Regions from separate parts of the Anas platyrhynchos genome. Here region 1 is linked to region 2. The links are chromatin contacts, called in public Hi-C maps. All regions are on one chromosome and are shown on one strand. The core of a region is the stretch at or near the end of the contact, and the rest is flanking DNA. Distances in the headings are between cores, read along the strand shown.

Region 1 (5,368 bases), core at 1,020-3,519, 73 kb after region 2:
ATAGAAGAAACTGTCAGATACACGGGACTTAAATTGCATCTGAGCACACAGACTGCTTGCTTACTTGTAGGAATATCAATCAATTTATTAAGAATTAATCTGCACCCCAGTGTTCTCCTAAAACTGCCTAATGTTTTGGCAAGCTACTTGAAAGGGTTCAGTAAGAATTTATAAGGGCAGTTTGGAAACAGGATTTTTTTTTCTGGCTCAACAAAGGGGATACTGTTTCCCCTCTGAACGTATCTCTGTTATAGTTTAACACAGTAATGGATAAGTTTGCCAAAAATCACAGTATTTAATGGCCTTCAGTGAAACAGTAGATTTGTCTTTGCCTTCATACTGTGTCCTGCATTTATGCTGTTAGAATTGCTCTTAATCTGCCTGGAAGTATCAAATGTTCTTGGCCTTGAGAACACAAACTTGTGCACTCAGTAAAAAGTACAGTTTGTAGAGTAACCACATTTTTCCATGCAGAATGGCAAGCAGGACTGAAACTAAAGGATCTAATTTCTAGTATTTTCCAGCTCTTGACATAAAAATGGCAAGAGGACCTGGGCAAATTTAAAATGTGGTATTCATATTGCCTTCATAAAATGTGCTAAAATTGCTTGAATGATGTCACTTGAGCAACACATCCAGGCAATAGATATTTTTGAACTCTGAGAATACTTAGCACTTGGCAGTGACCACATATATGTAGGGTGTGTAAGGCTGCACACATAAAATCGGTTTGTAGCTATGTCAAGTCATTAGTAAACAAGGGATGTCTTCAACTACAAAAAGCAGAAAGTGATAGTATGCATTCTATACAAAGTTATTGCAACTTTCTGGTTTTCAAGCTTTTCACTTTGACCAAAGCAATCAATATAACATCAAAGTGGTAGTGGGAAAACATGAACCCTTGCTTGTTTGGCATTAAGTTCAAGGCAAAATTAAACAGATAATTGTTATCAATTGTCTATCAGTTCCCAGGATTTTTTATTTTTTTTTTCCCAAGAGTTAACATGCACACACCCAAAAACACACGCATCTATTTGAGTACTATACAAAGAGATCGATTAGAAACAGCTTATTTTGCACTCTAGTCATGAGAAAACTGCTTGATATGGAATGTGAATCTTGTCTCCACATCATGAAAGATCTCAGGAGGAAAGCGGTTTGTCCCTTTGCTCAGCCAGCTTTAATGTTTTACACTCCAGTGACAATGTCCTCAAACATATCAAGTGAGGTCCCTTTTACTTCTTAAAAAAAAAAGAAGTGGGAGGTAGGGGGAGGGAAGGGTTGTCAACTGTTGGAAGTCCTTCTTCCTTTCATATTCTGTTAAAAAAAAATAAATGGTGGTTGGACACTGATTCCACTTCAGGAAATTTAGTTTATTAAAATTATTTTTGAATGTTTTTTGCATTTTTGTTTTTATATATGTATGTGTGTTTATATATACATATATATATATATATGTATATTGATCCTTTCCTGTTTCCCCTTCCTCTCCCTTAAAATGCATCACCTAAGAAGCTAGTTCATTGCCTTCAGATGGACTGTTTACCAGGCTGAGGCCTTATACTTTGGAGCAGGATTTTCAGGGTTGTGCCAAAACTGAAGAGGAAGTTTGGTTTATATCCACATTTACCTTAAACAATAGAGTGTCTTTTACTTTACATGCTGAAATCCTACATCTGTCATTTTACTTACATAATTATTATATCCATATTTTTTTAATGCTAAAAGAAGTAAACTGCACTTCAAAAGTTTTTTTTTGAATATTTATAGGAAAAAACAAATCAATTGCTTAGCTGCATAACACTAGGCAGATAAGATTTAACCTATCATACATAAAATCTGCCAGTGTCTCTGATTAACAAAATATAAGACTGCAACAACCATGGAATCCTAACAACAGTTTTTGTATGTCCATTAAATCAAAATTTGTTTGTTTGTTTGTTTTCACTGTTTCAGCCAACACATTTTCGTGAAACGGTTCTTATGGATTCTTCTAAATTCAAGAGCAAGCAAAGGATTTTAAAGGTGAAGTTGTACCCTTGAACAAAACTGCATGCTCTCCATTCTCTATTTTCTCTACCTTATTAATTCAGAACTTTGCATGAAAAAAGCGGCAGTAATTAGCCTTGACATGGAACAGTGCCAAGCTTTTCTATCAAGTTTCTTTCCTGTTTATGTTTGAATTACTCAGAGGCTGCCTCTGTGTGCCCTTTGGTCTCAACAAATGTATTTTTTTTCCCTTACTCTCATGGTACAAAGAATGTAATCTCTGTTGACTGGAGTCTGCTGAACATCATATCATTTCCTTGACTCAGCTGAAGATTCACAAGCTGTAGTGGGGGGAAATGCTTCTGCTGAATATAATCTGCAAAAGAGGACTTGCTCTTCAGAAAAGGGTTGCTTTGTTTGAAAGCCTTGTACCCTTCATTGTTCTAAAATTTTGTCTAGAGGAAGGCAGAAGTTGGGTGATGAGGTTTTCACTTAGTTCTTTCCCTCTGCAAATATGACACTTGGCACACAGGGATGGTTAATCTTGGATGCAGACCTAGTCTAGTATTTTATTTATACATTCTACCAGATGCTTATGCCCAGATGCATAAGAGGTTTTACCTTTTTTACTGTAATCAAAATCTTTGTTGTAAGTACACATCCAATTAAAAATCAGCAGTCTGTGCACAAAACATCTGATTCAGGAAGAATACATTGTTATTTTATATAGCCAGTTATGAATTTTTGCATCTGTGACTACTCAATGCCCATTTGAATTGTTATCAGATTTCACCCGATTAAAAAAATATATATATTCATAATATAATGGAAAACATAAGAAAATAAAACCCACTATAAACATTATTTCATATCATGAAAACTGCAGATGAATCACTTTGTCTAAGCAGCACTTCACTTCAAGGTAAATAAATAGTCATATACGTATCCACAGAACACCCTTCCCCAGAAAAGGAACCCATAATATCCATAGGTAACACGATGACAATAACTGGGAACACTTCAGGAAAAAATGTTTCATGTTTTAGCTTATTGCTAAACATAAGCCTGGAAGAGATTTCTGAAATCCAAGAAATTCAAGCTCTTCCTTCAACATCTTTTTTTTTTTTTTTTTTTTTTTCAGTAAATACTTGGCACCAGTAGTGATTTGATTTTCCAAGAACCTGAACCTGCCAGATAATCAGATTATGTACATACTTGATTAAAAATAAATAAATAAATAAAATGTTTGTTAAAATATTAGATTTTTCACAAGACAGAGTTCAGTTAAGATCTTTAAAGAGTTTCTGAACTGTATAAAAATGTCTGGTTACTTTGGAATGTTTCCATGCCATGCACAAAAACAACAACAAAATACCACCACAACTACATAAAGCACTGAATCTCCTTTGAAATGTCATTGAGAACCACTAGTTTTTGTGTTCCATGATTTTTAACATTATAAGCTCTTCCTGAAAATATTTTTAAAACTGAGGTCTGGCCTAAACATCAAGAAAAAGTTAAGCCATGGAGAAAGGAGTTATGTATATAATACTGTTTCAATAATACCCATTGTGCTATAAATACAACTAAGTCTCAACAGGTACCCCTGAAACATGTCATCAATATGAATGTGCATTTATACCTCAAGTCATGTTTTCAGTGCAACTGCAAGCTGTTGGTATACCAGTGGTCTTGTATTTATTTTGTTCCCAGTGCTGTTGCCTGAGATTTAGTCAACGGTATACAGAAAGGGAAGGAGTTGAGACATCCTGATACTCTTCTGGTTAGATGTATTCCTAAATACATTTTGATTGGATGACCTAATTGGGGATTGAACTAAAGTCCCTGGCTTCTGTCTCAGTGCTATCATAGGTGGCTTAATGGGTCAACAACATGGTCTGAATTGTCTGTTCCCTGAGCAGACACAATTTTTCTCTGTCTAATTCCTCTAGCCTCCAGCTATTTACATAGGGTTCTATAGATTTTTATTTTCATATATATATTTTTAACTCTAAAACTATCTCTTAGCTATCATTCCGTTTCTAAGGTTCACCGATCTCAAAGTTACTCAGTATGAAGGCTATTCTGGAGACCATTACACATGGATTTTTCTTTACACACAAACGCATGCAATATACAGACATATTCTGTGCCACAAAAAGCATGTTTGCATATTTTTCAAGCCATATGGGAAACCATTTTGCATTTCAGAGAAGGGGATATGGCTTACTGAACTCTAAGCATGAATTTCATATCACAGATTTTGAAGGTTAAAATAATAATAATAGTAAAACTTAATAAGAAATTATCTTTCCAAGCTGCAACATCCAGAGGTTAGGTGTTCATATTACTAAGATACAATTGTCAGACTTCGTAACAACAGATTCAAGACAGAATGAGGTTGATAATTACACATCAGTTATTATTATTATTCTCTGTTATTATTTTATACATTTTATTGTATTGTGGTAATAATGAAAGATAGCGTGCCTTGGGAATGGAGAATCCCTGAATCTCATTAGAAATTAAATATATACAATAAAAATGTGAGAGATAAAATTGCTTTTCTGCCTGCCAGTAGAAATGGAATGGTGTATGACAGGGATGGAATAATAGGATGCTCTTAGCACTGTAATGTGTGTATGAACATCTCCACTATTCACATATGAAAATAAAGTCTAACCTCAAATGCAGGCACATATGCACACACTCACAGCAAGCAAGGAGAATTGACTAGAATTAAAATTTTCACTTGGAGAAGATGGTAAATCTGTGTACTAGATTTTTACCTTTGGGATCTTGGCATAAATCCAATCAGAGGTTCTAATTAAAATGAGTTTGATGGTCTCAGCTTAGCTCCTAATTGATGGCAGTTCACACTACAAAACACATAAGAATTCATTACAGTCCTGCTCAGCTGGCAATTTCTTCTCAAAGGGAAGAAGAGCATGTAACTAACGTGGATTCCAGCAACTGCCTTGCATTTTAGTCAGGGTGGTCCTTTCTGGGCAGTTGAAAAGGGGTCATCAATAGAGCATTAGGGAACAAAAATCAAAGCACTGCTCTAAAATTAACCCAAATGTAGAATGGTAAATGTGCTTACTAGCCTTTTAATTTAAGACTCAAAGCATGGACATGGAAATTAAGACATGTTTCAAGGAGAAATCTGCACAGTAATTCTTGGTTTTAAATCGTATACCCAGTTATCAATTCACTCCAAAGAGAATTTTCTGCTTATACCCTTCTAAATTATTCTAAAACAACTTTACTTAAACTCAGAAGGAATATATTTTTCTCTTCCTCAAACACCATTTGATGCTTTGTGTCAAGCTGGTCACAATCTATGTATAGATAATAAATAGTAAAATATTTTTATCTT
Region 2 (6,092 bases), core at 2,770-5,269:
TCTAGCATTTGATTTTATGGTACAGTGTCCAATATTTTATTTACTTATTTAAAAAGAACTGTAACCAACATTGGTAGCTAAAGAAAAAAGAAGACAATTGCAGTTATTCCCTGAACAGACTGCAAGAATATGGGCAGGGCTACAAGAAAATCAAAAGCACAGTAAAAACATATATATGCCACATGCTTTCTGCCATTTCCATTGAGCTCTGCAATTTTCAGGTGTCATAGAAGCATGGACAGAGAAAATAACACAGATGAAAAAAATTACCATGTTGATCTACACCACTGTGTAATACCATTTTAAAGTCACTAAATAAAGTTAATCTCACAGAGAAAATTATGGCTATCATGCATCAGATGGTGATGTCTTTCTCTGGACCTCATAACAAGAGAGCAAAATAAATAAGAAAACCACACCAAACCAAAAAAAAATAACAACAAAACCACCCTCAAAAACAGAAATGCATTAGGAGGTAACTTTAAAAGACAGAAAACCAATCAAGGACTTATTAAATTAGTGGTCAATTGGGGTTTGCCTTTTTCCTTCAAGTATTATAAATAGTGCTAATGTTGATATATATCTTTTCAAAGCAACCGGTGGTATATGTCACCCAAAGGTATAATCACAATTACTATGCTTCCAAAGGGACAAAAGTATTTTATGCCAAGCTTGCATGCCAGTATTTCTCCAAAGCTACTTGTTAGTCACTTATACAATGACAGCTTGACTGTACTTTGTCATGATATGCTATCCACACAGTCACTGTTTTTTTTTTTAATGTATTTTTATTTTATTTATTTATTTTAAAGAGTTGTTAACATGCAAACCTGATACAGCCTCTGAAACCTCTCCCCAGGAAAGGGGAGTTTGTATTCTGGGCAGTTTCGTGGCATATTTTCCCCTGCAACGGTCCGGCTACACACTAGCTACGTGCTTCATTCACACCCCCACCCTCGTCCTATAAGGCTAAAACAGAACAAAGGTTCTACTTGTGCTCCCCGTGACAAAACCAGAATAAATTATGTCTTGCTCTGTCGTTCCAGCAAGCTGGTTAATTGCATTTGTTTCATGTATCTCCAAACAGCCTGGTACATTAATTACATTCTGTAACACCAAGCTCCTCTGATTCTCTCTGTCACTTCCACTGAGCACTTTAATTGTCTTCCTTCTAGCTATGTATAATTTTAAATGCTTACTAATAATTACATTTCTATAGCCTGATCTTTTCAGTTTGTATACAAAGGTACCTCTGAGAGGGGTGGCCTTAAAGTTGTGAATCAAAATATGCTACAGTAGGGTAAAAAAAAGAATACCCATAAAACCATGACCATGCTGACAGATGCAAATGTTCTACTATACTCTTTCACAGTTTGGACTTCCTTCTGCTTAGCATGTACATACATTAGGCAAAACCCATTTTCCTATCGGTAGACCAAACCAAAGGTTAAACTGCACAGTTTATTATGCCAGCAGAGTAAAGCACCGCTACAGTGTCTCTCCCTTCTCAGCTCTTTTGCCTCCCTACTTGCTGGGGGTGGGGGGAGATGATAGGAGGGGCAGAACTACCCAAAGCAGCCTGTAACTGCAAACAATAATCCTAGAGCCCTCGCTTAAGGGCTGACACGGTCAATGCTGCAAGCAGTAGCTTCCTGGAACAAAGTTTTTTCTCACCGGCAGAAATAGCCAGGGTCCCAGAGCCTAAACTCACCCGCAGCCTGACAGACTGCTTAGAGATGCAAATACCCGGTGGTAGGAGGGCTGCCAAACATTTGATCCCAGCACACGCACATGCAGGACCGTGCAGATGCTTGCTTTCTACTTGTGTGCTTGAGCTACAGTAATGCATTTAACGTCGATGCTGCAGAACAGCGCCAGCCCCCACTCCCAAAGAGAATTTACCCTTGCGCTGAAGTTTCCGCCCTACCAAAGCGTGCCTCCCCTAAAATGCTCCTTTATATCCCCTCAGCCACTCCCTGAACTTGAAAACTGCCAGAAGCATGGCAGAGCCAACCCAAAAGAGGAGGGGAAAGACACCAGAATAAAAAATAAAATAAAAATAAATAAGAAAACCCAGCACAACAACGCCTTTCCCCCTAGCGCTCCTACCCCTCACGACCACGCTCTCTGGGGGCAGCCCATAACGGAGGGGGGAAGGACATGGTGTCGGGGGGCAGATTAAGGCCGGGGGGAGGGCATGTGGTGTCGGGGAGACCCCCCAACCCCCCGGCCGCACCTGCCCGACCCCGCGGGGCATGGGGGTAGTGTCGTGCCGTGCCAAAGGAGGCGTTTAGGGACTCTGGAAAGTGGCCAATTCGCCTCACCTGGAGCGGAAGCACAGCTAGCCGATTTATTTCATCAGCTGGCTCTCCCGCTGGAAAGTTTAACAATAGGAGGAGGCAAAGTAACGCCAGGTACAGCGGCTCCCTGCCTCGCCGTTCTCCTCCCCGCTTCCCTACCACCACCAGCACCGCGAAATAGGAGATTTAGCACGGGGATTTTTCCCCTTCCCCGCTTCCTCAAGCCGATATTCAACCATTCCTACACTACTTTTCCATTGAGTTAGCAGATGGGAAGGGCTGCTTATTGGAAACATATTCTCCATCCCCCCACGCCCCCCCTCCCGCCCCCAAATGCCATTTTTATACCAGAAACAAAGTTAAGGCTCTGTAACGCTAAAGCTCATAATGCTGTCCATGTGCTGTCCCAAATCAGCTTCAGATGAAGGGGGATTCTGCACAGAAGGGCATAGCTAAAACAAGCCAACTTACCATAGACTTGAAAAAATGCAAATCCAACGAGCAGGAGTGGCGTCAGCAGACCCATTTTGACATATTAAAAGCAATCCCGATCGTTTGCGAGACCAATTCCACAGAGATCCAAAGAAAAGAATTAAAAAAAAAAAAAAAAAAAAGGAAAAAAAAAGTATCCAAAGCCAGCGAGACGCAGGGTCCAAAAGTTTTCAGTTTCCTAGCAGCTACTTAGAGCGGAAAGGGAAGCCTGGAAGCGAAAAGCTGCAGATGGGAAGGTCTTGAGTGTGCCACTTTTAGATCCATACAGATTAGAGCAGGGAGCGAGCTCCGAAGGCTTCTGCTTTGCACACACGCTCCTTCCTAAACTCCCCCCAATCCAGCCCGAGCAGGGGAATTATTCACGTGTGTCTAAGCCCCTCTTTAGGATCCATGGCAATCCAAAGGCCAGCTCTTTCTTCCGAGGACAAGGAGAGGCTCTGAGAGAGGACCTGATTCCTAGAAAGTGTTCCGCAAACTTCCCGGCACTTTGCAGGAAAACCATTGGCTCTGTTCGGCTATTTTGCTTGCCTCTCTCCCTCCCCCTACCCCTTTTCCTTTCTCTCTCTCTCTCTCTCTCCCCCAAATCAGTTCAAGCTGCGGAGTTTCTCACTTAACTTCCATAATAGGAACGCCTAGGCAATGTGCTACAGGAGGGACCGGCTTTCTCAGCATCCCCTGCGAAGCAAGCCGCCTCTCTCCCCTGCACCTCCCTCCTCACTGGAAACCCGAGCGGGAACTGCCGGAGGGCAGCAACTCCGCCGGGGAGCCGCTGCTGCCGCTGTGGCAGCGGGGGGCGTGCGGCTGGGGGCGCGGGGACCTCCCGGGCGGCCCCGGCAGCCCGGCGACCGCCTCAGCCTCGCCTCAGCCTCTCCCCTGCCGCCGCCTCCGCCTCCCGCCGCCGCGGACACCCCGGGCTGGCGGGGAGAGGGAGAGAGAGGGAGGAGAATGAGCGCGGCGGCTCCCGCGGCTGCCTGCCGAGGGGAGGCTGCGGGGTGGGGACTAAAGCGCTGCGCCCCGCACCCACGCGGCAGCGGCGGCGGCGGGCGGGCACCGGGCACCGGGCACGGGCTCCGCGATCGTGGGCGAGCGGCTGGGGCTGCTCCGCGCCTCGCTCCCCGGCGCGCTGGCCGGGCAGCCCCCGGGCTGGGGGATGAATAACGCCACACGGGGCACCGCCGAGCGCCCCTTCCCTCGCACCCCGTGCCCCTTCTCACACCCCTGCACCGCTGCCTCGCACCCCCCCTCCCGCCCCCCAGCACCGCCCGCTGGCGGCAGAGCCCCCGGGAAGGGGCGAGTCCCGCCGGGCAGGGAGGGAGCGCGCGGCACCGAGGGGACCCCCGCGGCCGCAGCCGTTGGCGGGCCGGCGGGGAAGCGCCGCACGGTGAAGCGCGGGCGCCCCCTACCGGCCGCCGGAGGGGAACGGCCGCTGCCTCCCGTAGCGGCGGGCGGGCGGGCGGGGCAGCAGCGCCCAGCGGCGGCCGCCTCGCCTCAGGTCGCCCCGCGTGGCCGTGGCCGTGAGGGGGGATCTGTGAGTGGGAGGAGGGACGGGGAGCCTTTGCTGCCGCCGAGAAGGTGGAAGAAGGACGGTGGCACGGAACTTTTCCAGAGAAACCCCTCAGATACGAGGGTAGTGCGTTTAGCTAGCTTATATATATATACACACACACATATACACCATATATTCACGTGTATATATATATATACACACACATATACACCATAACCATCAACGTCCCTCTTCAATATATATATAATATATAATATATAATATATAATATATAATATATAATATATAATATATAATATATGATTATTTTGGACAACGACACTAGGTAAAAATTAATCGCTGAATGAAAAGGTGAGAGTTGTGCTTTGCTGCACTAAGGGTGTGAGCAGGGCTACCTAAAGAGGAGGGAACACTTCATACGTCTTAGGCAACTAATCCAAAATATTTTTTCTTTTATCGAGTCTCTTGCTTTTTATTTTGCATGCGCTAGAAATATCTATATAATAGAGATTCTTTAAGTAAGTTCTTCATGTAGAAGATCCAAACCATATTCCTGCAAACCACACACTGCCCACGCATATGCCAATAAATGATCTGCAAGTTATTTCTTATCCAGTTGTCGTGTAATCAGTGACAAATATTGCCAAAAGTGACAGTGTGAGAGGTTTGTAGTGTTTTAAGTGCCCAAGAAGATTCTTGCTGTTCCATACAAAGCCAGCAGACACCTCCAAAGCCTCTTTATGCAAACCAGGGAACAATGTCCTCTGATACTTACAGTATGCCCAGTAGATAAATAGATATTAATATGCCTGAAGACTACCTCGTGATGAAGGCTGTAATTAAAGCTAACCATGGTAAGGTGATCAAAATGGTATTCTTTGTCTGCGTGCTTGTGAATTGGCAAAACCAGAAAACCATAAATCACCTGCCTAACAGCAATGTGTGTAATATGAAATATTAAAGAATATTTCCCTTTTCAGTGGACATTTCAAGGACACTGTTCATGAAAATGCTGGCTTGTTTATTACAGAATTTAAAATCGGAAATAGTTATGCACTGTAGAGATCTTTTTGTGCTTCTCAAATAAATTTAAGATAAATTTAATAACAGCTGATGCAGACCAGAACACTTGGTAGATGTATACAGTCTTTAAAACCCTTAGGTACAGAGGTACCTGTAAAAGGGCATAATGACTCATATAAACATTCTAAGGGAAATCAATGGGCTATTCATTATAGCTGCCTCTGTTTTATTCATTCACTTCTACAGAATATCACTTTGCAAAGCTTTGAAAAGTTTCAGCCAAATTTAATCAAGTATTTTTAAGTATAATTTTGCCTGTATTTACTTCAGCGTGTGTTTTGTTGTTGTTGTTGTTGTTTGCTTGTTTGTTTTCCTTTGAAAAAAGTTAACAGTCCTCTGAAATGGATAGCAGGGTCTGAAAGAGTTGAGAAACTGGCTTTTGTGTTGGTTACTGTTTGCTCAAATCGAGAAAATGGGGCTATGTTTGAATAGTGTGCAAAACAAAGCCAAAAAAATGAAATGTCATATGGAGATCCTGCTGGAGGGGAATAGTTGAGGTTTACATGTGTTACAGCTTACAAGCACATGACATGTCACAGATGAGAGTCACTGGCTTATGAGCATAGTTCGCTTGGAACAGCATTTGCTTCCATTATGAGATGTAGTCCAGATACAAGAATTAAAAACAGTTTGCTTCTCTCTCTTGTCTTTCAGTAACCTCCTATGAACATGGTCAACTAGACAGATGTTCTTTGCGTGAACAGCAAAGC

The links. Hi-C and Micro-C count contacts between places; a contact is called where the count stands out from the background.
Region 1: a contact with region 2 is called in a Hi-C map of small yellow follicle, with 3 times the contacts expected there. The contact joins the enhancer-like site here to the promoter of ROBO2 in region 2. A contact is called at or near these places in 2 of 8 Hi-C or Micro-C datasets (F5 follicle and small yellow follicle).

What each region holds. Positions count from the first base shown.
Region 1 is chr1:102,483,757-102,489,124 of IASCAAS_PekinDuck_T2T, forward strand. No RefSeq gene overlaps it. Among named protein-coding and RNA genes, the nearest start is that of ROBO2, 73 kb to the left of the region's middle. Within about 2 kb of position 2,270, at least 2 of the 8 cell types and tissues checked have an H3K27ac peak or open chromatin away from gene starts, as enhancers often do. A contact at or near this core is called in F5 follicle and small yellow follicle, where this site is marked.
Region 2 is chr1:102,409,096-102,415,187 of IASCAAS_PekinDuck_T2T, forward strand. It overlaps ROBO2 (roundabout guidance receptor 2), which reads right to left and starts at 4,020. Exons shown (of 27, transcript XM_072025826.1): 1 at 2,772-4,020. The coding sequence starts at 2,826.